Regions from separate parts of the Rattus norvegicus genome. Here all the other regions are linked to region 1. The links are chromatin contacts, called in public Hi-C and HiChIP or PLAC-seq maps. All regions are on one chromosome and are shown on one strand. Each heading gives the region's core, a stretch centred on a gene start, on an enhancer-like site or on the middle of the called end of the contact. The rest is flanking DNA. Distances are from core to core; before and after follow the strand shown. Region 1 holds the start of Enc1 (ectodermal-neural cortex 1). Region 2 overlaps LOC102551027 (a long non-coding RNA gene). Region 3 has its middle 330 kb from the start of Enc1.

Region 1 (3,538 bases), core at 327-2,826:
CTGTCTTTCTTTGCGATGAGCAACATTTATCAGCCTGGATAATGGGAGAGGAAGCCAGAAGGGGAGCTGGGATAAAGAACCGACCTTACTGGTTTCAGCAGGCTGTGCTCTCAGGAAGCGCCATGTGGAGCCTCCTGAGCCGGTTTAAACCTTTGTTACGCCTGGCGTTTTAAGAAAAGGAAGACTCGGGGCGCAGCGTTGGGGAAATGGAGAGGACAGGGTAAAGTCGATCTCCCGGGCCACTATTGAGGGTGTGCAGATCTCCAGACAGGCAATTCACATCGCCCAAGACTTTTCCTTGCTCACCTGTACGATAAGGGGTTGGGCCAATGATCTATACAGTTCGTCCCTACGTATCTCAAATGCGGAGTAAGAGCCAACTCAAAAGTGGCGTTTTAGCTCCCAGCCAAATGCCCTGGCACAAAGAGTCAGAAATGAGAGTCATAAACAGTTGTGGCTACATGAATTGATTTTTTTTTCGAATACTCTCGAGGCTTTACGGTGTGTGTGTGTGTGTGTGTGTGTGTGTGTGTGTGTGTGTGTGTGTGTGGTGGGGTACTATTTCTTGACTGAGCTCCAAAATCCACCAACCAACAAAACCCAAGAAAGGCCGAGTCTCGAGGTGACTGAGACGCCTTCCCTACCAGGAGGAGGCAGCGTGACTGCTCCTTGGAGGAGTTTGCTTTGAATCTAGCGGCCCTGGCGATTGGTTGCGAAACACGTGGGCCCGCAGGACCCAGCCGGGGTTGCTGTGGCTCCAGCTCCGAGCGAGGCAGAGTCCTGTCGCGGGTTCCTCACCAATTTGGGGTGGGGAAGGCAGACACCCGGCAAGAGCCTGGAGTAGAAGTCTGGCTTCTTGCCAGCAAGTAACCCAAAGTCCACTTGCTCGACCCGCAGTGTCCCCAAGGTCCAAACCAGGGCTTCTTCCCTTGCTCCAGCGGGAACGAGGCTCTGCCTGCGGTTGGGGGATCTAACCCAATGAGTGGCTGTGCTTGCCGGTGCGTGGGACCCCCGGCCTGGCCTTGACTATTCCACTGAGCATTCTTAGGTTCCCCGCACCCTTGAGCACAGGAAAGCTCCCAGGGCTGCTTTCCCCTGCAGTGGACGCCCCAGCCCCCGACCCAGCCTTGAATAGGGTTGACCCGGAGAGGCGAAGGTCCTCGGAGCCCCTCAAACTTATTTTCTTCGCGGTCCCCAGGGGCTGCAGCTGCCCGTAGCTGAGCTAGGGCGTCCGCTTTGTCTCCGTTCACTCCCCGCCCCACTTCCCTGGTTCCTCTCCGGCAAACTCCCCCCGACAGCCCCCACCTCCAGCCCCCAGCTCCTCCCGCTCCAGCCCGCAGCGTGGACGCGCTTCCTCCCTCCTCCCACTAGCGAGTCTCTTTGCATACGCGCCCCCTCCCGGGCGCAACTTATAGCCCGGCGCACGGTGGCCCGGCGCAGTCTGCTCCCGCAGCCTCAGAGCGGTCGGCGCGACGGAGGCGCTGCAGAGACCCAGAGCCGACGCCAGGCGGCCGCCAGCGCTCCCGCCGCAGCCCGGCTCCCTCCCACTGCGTGCAGCCCGCCTTCCTTAGCGGCGCGGCCGCCGCAGGCTCACTCTCCCCTGGCTAGGCGAGCGCCCGCAGACGCTTGGCCCGGCCGGGGCGCCAGGTCCGTAGCTGCTGATCGGGAGACCGAGATCAGCTGCCTGCCGGAGCCGGCCTGAGAGCCACTACCCGGGACGCCATCGCCTCCCTTCCCGGCGCTCTTTTCTCCCCGGCGATCGCCACCGCTTCCTGGAACAGAGACGCCTTTCTTCGGCTCCCTGCGGGTGACCGAGGCAAGAACCCCAGCCGGTTGTGTGCGGAGGCCAGTCGCCACTACTGTAAGTTTGCCCTGCAACCCCAAACCTGTTGCGGGCGCCCGGGTTTCGGGGGTTGGGAGGTCTGCCGCAGGGTGTGCTTGCGAGCACCGAGCCGGCGCCGGCCACCCTGGCTGTGGCTTAAGCCCAGGAGGTGCTCTCGAGGCAGAACTGTGGCTGGTGTGAGACAGCACTGGGAGAGCGACTTGCCTCTCCTCTGCAGTGTAACGCCCGGGCAAGTCTCGGTGTGTGCGAGGAGCCAGGTTGGGGGATGTTATTACCCCGGCTCCCAGCAGCCTTCAGGCAGCCCAGAGCGTGGGATCGGTTCCCCAGGGTGCCTCGTAGCCGGTTCCGGGGGACGGTGGGGGCCATGCCCAGACCTCCTCATGCGGGCACTTGACTTCAGCCAAATGAATGAAAACTGGTTCCTGAAAAACGAGTTTCCTCTCCTGCAAGCTTTTGCCTTTTAGAATGACATTAATTTCAAAGGCTAGGAATTGGTGGGCGGGGTGGAGATGAAACGGTGAACTTGGACTTGTAATTTGGTGTCGCCCTCACTGGCATGTCCAGCGTGTTAAATAGCGTTGCAAGTGTTGTAGGGGACTGTGGCGAAGAGCTATTTTTGTAAACATCTTTATAGTGTGGTTCCATTGTTGTCAATAATGTGAATGCTGGAGAACATCTGCCTGGTGTCTTTTCTCGTGGGATTGAGATCAAGCTTCAAACCAGGAGAGAGACGGAGGTGCTCCCAGTGTTGGAGGCAGACATCATGCGTGTGAACAGGAGTAAATGAGCCGAAGTTACTGAACTAGATGCCCTTTTGATGTTCACAGTAATAGTCTTTTTCTCTGCCTTCTTTGTAGATGCAAGTTAAGTATATATGTGCGTTTGGGGGACCATTTCCTTAGCATTCAGACTTATGTCTCTGGGGGCTTTAAAAAATGTTGGGAAGAACGATTCATTTTATGTTTAAGGTGTGTTTAGAAAAGGTATACATTATTTCTGTGGCTATTTTGATGTTTGCGTGCTTCTAAACCAGGGAGCACATTGTCTCCCTTGGGTCTTCAAGTGCACCTTTTGTTTTAATCATACAGTGGTTGCAAGATGAGAAATTGTGACCGTGACATCCCTTTCCTGTGGGATGGGGTCCAAGGTGATAGGGTAGACAGTGCCTTCTGGTTTTCGGGGGGGGGGGGCTTAGAAAACACAGACGCAGCAGCGTGTTGCACGTCTTGTAGGTCTTCTAGACAAACTGTTTTCTTAAGTATACACCTGGTTGTAGTTGTTTTATACCACCCTGACTCTCTAGCCCTGTGGGATTCCAGCTCAGCCTGCTAGCACTTAGATGCTTGTGTTCCTGGCGTTCCTTTCTTGGCTCGCAGCCCGAGAGGAGGCAGCTTCCATAGAGTAGACAATCATTTAGAGGTTTAGGCTTAAAATCTTCCTCAGAATAACTCAGACTGAACTGCACTCATTTAAATGGCATCACAGTGGTAAAGCAAGCAGGCTGCAAGTTCATGGGCTCTGAACACTTGGTAAGCTTAATGTATTCACAGAGGATGCCTCTAATGGGTCATTCTTCAGAACTTTCTACATGGGGTTAAGCTGGGCTTCGCTTGAGGTAGGATTGGTGCTTGAGATAGGGGTGATGCTTGGGTCCTCCTCATCTTCCTACCTACTGGAAATTTCTGGGTGCTTGCA
Region 2 (3,538 bases), core at 273-2,772, 440 kb after region 1:
AGCCCTGTCTTTATTGTCTAGAGGAGACAGGTCCTCTGTTCTTCCTGAAGTTGCCAGCATGTGTGATATGTTGTGGCAAATCCTCATCTGACACTTTATACTCCTCTAATGTCCCTGATGCCTGTTCCTAACAGTGTTTTCCTCTAACTCATTTCTACTCCAAAGAAGGGAAGAATTAATACTTGCTTTCTCTGTTTTCCTCAGAGTGATTCTTTGCCAAAAAGGGAGTTGAAGTGAGTGAGAAACAAACTTAAGGTCATCTGTGTTGTTAGCTTCTTACTCAAAAGGCCAGGCATTGGGCATGGACAGACATCCGGCAGTCCCAGAGAGGAGCTGATGCTCTAAGGATGTGGGACCAGATGAAAGCACTTGGCTTCATGATAACATTGTGACAACTGAACATCTCTGCCTTACAATAGCAGCCCCTATAGCAGCCCCTTCTATGGGTTTTCTTTAAGGCTGCATTGGCTAGGCTAGTATTCCTTGCAGCCTAGGGCATTCCTAGCTGCTAAAACTAGCTAGGAAGAGTGGCTATTAGTTCTATATATCTGAACATACCTTAAACTTGAATCTAGTCTTCATCTGACATGATGAAGCTAACCTTAATCTGAACCTTACCATAACACAATAGGCGTGTGATCCTAATTAAATACAACTACTTAAAACGAGATCCAAACTAAAAAACAGGTAAGAACCTTTCTGTTATTTATTGAGTTACAGACTGCCAAGACCACAGATAGCAAGTCATAATGATACACACCCAGTTATTATAAATCTATGCGTGATTTGACTGTTCCTTTTTACTCCATTGAAAACTAACCAACCCCAAACCCCACGCTCTCTCTACTTTCTTTGATTTTATCACACACAAGAAAATTTCATTAATGTGACTTATTTTTAAGAAAAAGAAAAATACTCTTTTCTCAACATCTAGTTCACCCGAGACCCCATCATTACCCTCAATTCAACGTCAAAACTATTTAGTTAACTAAGAGCATAGCACACAGTCAGACAATGCTTTACTCCCTGACTTCCATACTGCAATTCTATATCTATAACAAACGAGATGAGTAGAACAATAACCCTTTGGCTCATTGGCCAATTTGAAATGAAAAAAAAAATTGAGACAATAGTTATTCAATGCTAAATGAAAATGCAGAGACACTTCCAAATTCACATTATGCAAAGACCCCAAAATGGTTAGCTCTTTTTATCTCAGCGAATTAGGAGAGCCTGAGGCTTTGACTAAAACCACAAAGTGAGCCCTCCCACCCCTGCGTCTCCTTCTTTCTCTTGGCCTTTTCCCATGGAGCCCAAAGCTAATAGGTTGCACATGCTGTTAAATAAGCCTCCATTTCCCCAAGGAGTCAACTCTGCCAAGAGGCCCTCACTCGCAGCGGCGTGTCTCACCAGTTCCTGGCTTTGGTTTCACGGGATCTGAAGCACTCTCACACGAAGCCAGGAAGATCTGTGGTGCAGTGGTGTGGAAAATGTGAAGCATCAGGCGGATGGCGTAGCTTGCAAAGCTGGACTCCGTAAACAAAATTTGGCTTGCCTGTTGTCTGCTTGATAAGGATGGATGAGGGATGAAGACTCTGCTGGCTTTCCAGCACAATCGGAGTGTTGGTCTTAAAGTGACACACTAAAGAGGCAATTAAACTGGGCACTCTTTGTTTCACAGCCACTGGTAGCCACTCCTCATGCTGACCCGGTAGGGCATTCAGATGGGCTGGAGAGACAGGAAGGTTAGAGGTGCTAAGTGGCTGGACCTCCGGCTGCAAATAGGTTTAGCAAGACCTTGGTGAGAGCACTAACACTGAGTTCTCTCTGGGGCTGAGAAATGAGTCTACCTGTGGTGGCTGCCTCCTGAGAGAGGACGGGGTGTTCCAGTTGAAAAATGGCCTCACCTGTCTTGAGCCCGCCTACTGGTTTTAGGCACTCACAGCTGGGTTGTTTGAAACAAAACTAAATAAATACATTTTGAGCTTCCAAGATGGGTAGGACTGTATACTATTCATTAGTTTGTGGTGTGTCTGCTTTGCCTCTGCAGAGGCAGGATGCCATGTCTGTCAAGTCTGTTCAGGGTTTTCCAATCTTTTATTGATTACTCTTTACACACCCACGAAAGAGCTGAGTAAGAAGAGTGAAGGGAAGCTGGTGTATATGCATATGGGGTTTCCTTTTCTCTGATATTCCTTGACATATTACATCTGGCTGTGTTCCCCAAATTCATTTTTGTAGTTTACTCCTGTTTGGTGACATTATGGAAATCACTAATTTAAACTCTGAGCCATAAAAATAAATGCAGTATATCAGCTAACTCAGCCTTTTTATATGCGGTGTATGCCAGTAGCTTTGGCTTCATTTTCTCTTATTAAAACAATGGTGGTCATGAGCACTGAATTTATTTTGACTCAACAAAGAGTGACCTGTTTCCCTACTCAAAATACTGGAATGGACGGGTAGTATCAAAGTCTAGGTGCTATTGTTCAGTCAAATATGCATTTACCCTAATTCTACATTTATTTGTCCTACATTTCATGGATGCTTTGTGTCAGGAATGTTTTAGATTTAACATTTTCTTTGGCCGATATATCAGCATCTTCTATTGTATCTTCTCCTTCTGAGATTCTCTCTTCATTCTCGTGTATTCTGTGTCTGTTGTCCCTGTTCTCTCTCCTAGATTTTTCCATCTCCAGAGTTGCCTCAGTTTGTGTTTTCTTTATTGCTTCTATTTCTAGTTCCAGTTCCTTTACCTGATGGTTTCCTCTTGGCTTTCCTTAAGAAATTTGTTCATTTCCTCCAATTGCTTAGATTTCTTTTAAAGGGTTTATTCATTTCCTCTTTAAAGTCCTCCCTCATTTTCCTGAAGTTTGTTTTAAGGTTGTTTTGCTGTTCTTCATCTGGGTTGGAATATTCCAGGGTTGCTGTAATGGGAGAGCCGGCCTTCAGTACTGCTGTCCTGCCGTATTGTTGTTGATTTTTGTTCTTACACTGATGTCTAGGCATCTGTGTTTGCAATGAATAAAGGTCTAGGTGTCTATTTCTGAGTTTGTCTGTGTTGGATGTGTGTTTTGTTCCTTGGTTTCTGTTTCCTCTGTCATTTCTGGTCTTCTTGGTCTGTATTCTTCAGGCCTGTGTGACCTCTGGTCCAGCAAGGAGTTTCCATCAGAGTTGGGGACTGGGCTTCTGGCATCTAGAGTGGCCTTTGATCTGGCATGGCCTGCACCTGAGAAGCCATGTAGGGGTAGGAGTAGCAAGGGGTATCATTGGCTCTGAGTCCTTCAGCTCTGAACCAAGGATAAGAGACGTTTCCAAGGGCAGGTAGACCTATTCAGACTGATACGGTCTGCACCCGAGCAGCCTCAAGTTGAAACTATCAGAAAATACAGATACAAGCCAACCACTAGGAGAAAACATTTTTAAAAGCACAACGAATAAAGGACTATTTTCTAAAATACACAAAATCTTTCTTAAAATCAACTATTGGAAAATGAACAAGTATTTTTATTTTTAAATTTGTAAAAACAAATACTTT
Region 3 (3,538 bases), core at 607-3,106, 330 kb after region 1:
CTTCTGCATCAGCTCCTGCCCACAGGTTCCTGCCTTGCATTCCTGCCCTGAGTTCCTTAGGTTGTGAACTGTGATGTAGAACCGTAAGTCAGATAAACTCTCCCAGTGACTTTTGATTATAGTGCTTTATCTCAGCAATAGAAACCCTAACTAAGACAACACAGTCTTCTTCAGAATAGGTTTAGGATTGGTTCCAGGACCCCTGCAGATACCAAAATTCTCAGATTCTTTAGGTGTATATGATCTAGTATTTGCATACCATCCATGTATGCCCTCCCACAAACCGTAAGTCATGCTTAGATTACCAATAAAACCAAGCACAATGTAAAGGTTATGTAAATAATTGCCACGTCGCTTAAGGAATAATAGAGTCTTTACACGGTCAACACAGGTCCTCTTTCTTTTTGATCCACTGCTGGTTGGATCTGCAGATACAGAAGGCCTGCTGGACCTTCAGCTACTGGCCATTGTATGTGATCTGTGGTTCAGTTGTAGGTTTGTCATGTGCAGAGAAGGAAAAGATGCTTCTGAGAAGAGCAGTGACAGGAAGAGCAGTACAGGCTCTGTGAACAAGTTGAGCAAATGCTGGCCTCTCGTTTTGCATGTTTGAAGATGTTTATGTGGGAACAGATCACAGACATGCGTAGCTGCTCCTGATGCTATTGAGGGAAGCTGGTGACACAGTAGTCTCCTCTTCTCTTTTCCCTGCGTCTCCCCCATCCCACTGGATGAACGTTTGATTTATAGCTCAGATTGGTCTCACTATCCTCTTGCCTCAGCCTCCTGGGGGTTGGAATGACAGGTCTGCAATACCACAACAGGTTCAAATTTGTAATCAATACTATCACTTGACTTGGGCAGGAACCCTCATTTCTTGGTGTATCTACTTGTACAGTGTGGAAATAGGCCTATCTCATGAGATGGCTATTGGCTTCGAATGAGATATTGTATACAGATTGACTAAAGATAGAGCCAGGCACATAGTAGGTATTTAGTAAACAAGAGATGACCTAGAAATTCCAAGATTTTGTACAGTTGGTAGGTAGGTCTGAAGCTAACAATGATGCTTTCTTCTTCCCAAAGAGAACACACAGAACCAAAGACCATCAGATCAACCAGTCGGCCAAGCAGAAGATATAGCAGCAGATGGGAAGGAGTCATCTTCTTAGGAAACTCCCTGCAACACCAGAGAGCTGCTCGGTTGAGGTATTAACATAGTCTTCTCTTGAAACTTCTGCTCATAGACAATAGCACTGATTTGAGTCTCAACTTCAAGTTGGTAAACAGCTCAAAGGAATTTAATTTGCCCTGTGAAGTGTGGGTAACACCGCTTTATCTTTCAGAGAAGACACACTGCAGCTTCCATAACATTCGTAATGAGGCCATTACCACCGGAGAGCGACTCCCTCCTGAGTTCTGACAGAGCTGTAGGCCACATGGTCGTGATTCATCTGTAAATCATGCTCTCTGTTTAGAAATCTTGGCGACTTCCTCCTTGTGCCCTGCTGTCTCTGTGGAAGGAGGCATGGGAGGGAACTGAGGGGAGGGGAGGGATGTGAGGCTTGACTCTGTCTTCTGTAAAACCATTACCCTTCTTCATTTCCACTAGAGTACCCCCGTTTTTGCATGGTATTTTATACTCGATTAATTCCTGGAGATATTGCCAGAAACTAACGTGTTCTGTGTGCCTACTGAATAACTGTGGGGATTTTTTTTTTTACTGTTGTTATTTGTTTAGGTCATATTTTTGCAGACAGCGGCAATGTATTAATTGTTCATTCGGTGCATAGAGTAACTAGCCTGAAACTATTATTCTTTCTTTGATATGATTCATGCATTCTTGACCCAAAGGCTGTTTTGCAATGAGAAAAAAAAAAAAAAAAAAGGCCGAGTGCAGTGGCAGCGTTTGGAATCCGTGCCCTTGTGGGATTGGTACGTGGGAGGGTGGGGTGGGGTGGCTGATGTTGGGCTGGGTGTGGTGGAATACCCCTTTAATCCCAGCACTCTGGAGGCAGAGGCACTCAGGTCTCTCTGAGTTTCAGCTTAGATAATGTGTCCCATACCCACCATAGTTCAATTGTGAGACACTGTCTAAAAGAAACAAAACAGCTGATTGGGGTTTGGAATGGAGGTTAAACATTGAGTTGTGTTGTGCTTTTATAGAAAGCAGAGATGATCGTGGGTGAGTTCATAATCTTTGTGAGTCTCCAAAAGGGGAGACACCACAAGCTGTAGAAAACACATAGATTGGGATCAAAGTGCGTAGGTTATGATTGGCCCAGACGGCAACGGGTCTTTCCCATCCTTTCCTCTCCTCACCGCCTCATAACAGAGGCTTTTTATCACACTCTAGTGCATGGCCTGGGACGACAAACTCCAGAGGCTTGGAGACTTATGATGGCCTCATGCCTAGTAGCCCTTTCGGTAATACACTTTTCCTGCCTTGTTTTTTGCATAGGTGCTAACATCAAGTTTGGGGATCCATCAGGACTTGTGAGTCCTCATTTGAGTCCAATACCAATACCAACACTAGTCTTCTTCCAATACCACACTAGCATCACCCTATTCTGTCAGGCTTTTCTTCTTTGTGAATACGAGTCAAAACAAAACAAAAAGAAGGAGGTGGTCTGGGACAGTTGCTCAGTCATACATAAATATCTGAGTTTGACTCCTAGCACCCATGTAAAAGTGCACACTTGTGATTCCTAGGCTGGGGGAACATAGAACAGTCAGATTCCCTAGGGACTCAATGGCCATGCAGTCTAGATGATATGGAGACTCTAGGCTAAAGAGAAACCCTGTATCAAAAGTGGAGGCCATCTGAGGGAGGATATCCAAAGTTGGCCTTTATATATACACCTCTCTCTCTCTCTCTCTCTCTCTCTCTCTCTCTCTCTGTGTGTGTGTGTGTGTGTGTCTCCCCTCCCCCTCCCCTTCCCTCTCCCCATCCCTACACACACACACACACACACACACACACACACACACCGGTCTTTTTTGTTGAGACTCTCACAATATCTTTCTGGGTCTAATTATGATGCTGGGCTAAGGTTTCAAATGAATGATTTCATTCTTTAAACAATCAGTGTCTTTTAAAGCTCCAGACATCTTTTTGACCATGTCCCAAGGACCTCGGTGGACTGATGTGTCAAGGGGTTTCTCAGTCCTGGCTCATGTTTTGCCAGCTGCTCTGACCAGCAACAGAGAGAAAAAGGCACTCAGGCTTATAGGTCGGATGCTTGCATTTTTTATGTGTGGGAAACATTCATGGACAGACCTCGAATTGTAAAAAGCCAACCGGTGCATAGGATGTCAGAACACTCACTGTCTCTGTCCTGGGGACAGTTTCTTGGCATGGCCTTTTGTTGTCTAGGTGTGTCTAATTGTTTTAAAGGCACAGCTGCATGAATCTGATTTGCCTTCGAAGGTGGGGGTTGGGAGAAAAAAGGGGGAAAAAAGAAGGGGAAAGAAAAAAGGGGAAAACTATTTTCCTAAGTCAGGAAACAATTTTCAACTACCTTCTTGGTTCTCACCTTTG

Evidence for each region. Hi-C and Micro-C count contacts between places; a contact is called where the count stands out from the background. HiChIP or PLAC-seq counts read pairs in DNA pulled down with a chosen protein or histone mark.
Region 2: a contact with region 1 is called in an H3K27ac HiChIP or PLAC-seq map of oligodendrocytes, with 7 times the contacts expected there. The contact joins the enhancer-like site here to the promoter of Enc1 in region 1. A contact is called at or near these places in 5 of 12 Hi-C or Micro-C datasets (the Rat2 cell line, Schwann cells, kidney and 2 more) and 1 of 1 datasets of contacts at active chromatin or transcription factors (oligodendrocytes).
Region 3: a contact with region 1 is called in a Hi-C map of Schwann cells, with 5 times the contacts expected there. The contact joins the enhancer-like site here to the promoter of Enc1 in region 1. A contact is called at or near these places in 4 of 12 Hi-C or Micro-C datasets (Schwann cells, frontal cortex, mammary epithelial cells and 1 more) and 1 of 1 datasets of contacts at active chromatin or transcription factors (oligodendrocytes).

Annotation. Positions count from the first base shown.
Region 1 is chr2:30,283,698-30,287,235 of GRCr8, forward strand. Enc1 (ectodermal-neural cortex 1) reads left to right here and starts at 1,577. Exons shown (of 3, transcript NM_001003401.2): 1 at 1,577-1,861.
Region 2 is chr2:30,721,814-30,725,351 of GRCr8, forward strand. All of the region lies in intron 1 of LOC102551027 (a long non-coding RNA gene), which reads left to right. Among named protein-coding and RNA genes, the nearest start is that of Enc1, 440 kb to the left of the region's middle. Within about 2 kb of position 1,523, at least 7 of the 93 cell types and tissues checked have an H3K27ac peak or open chromatin away from gene starts, as enhancers often do.
Region 3 is chr2:30,612,680-30,616,217 of GRCr8, forward strand. No RefSeq gene overlaps it. Among named protein-coding and RNA genes, the nearest start is that of Enc1, 330 kb to the left of the region's middle. Within about 2 kb of position 1,857, at least 15 of the 93 cell types and tissues checked have an H3K27ac peak or open chromatin away from gene starts, as enhancers often do. A contact at or near this core is called in Schwann cells, where this site is marked.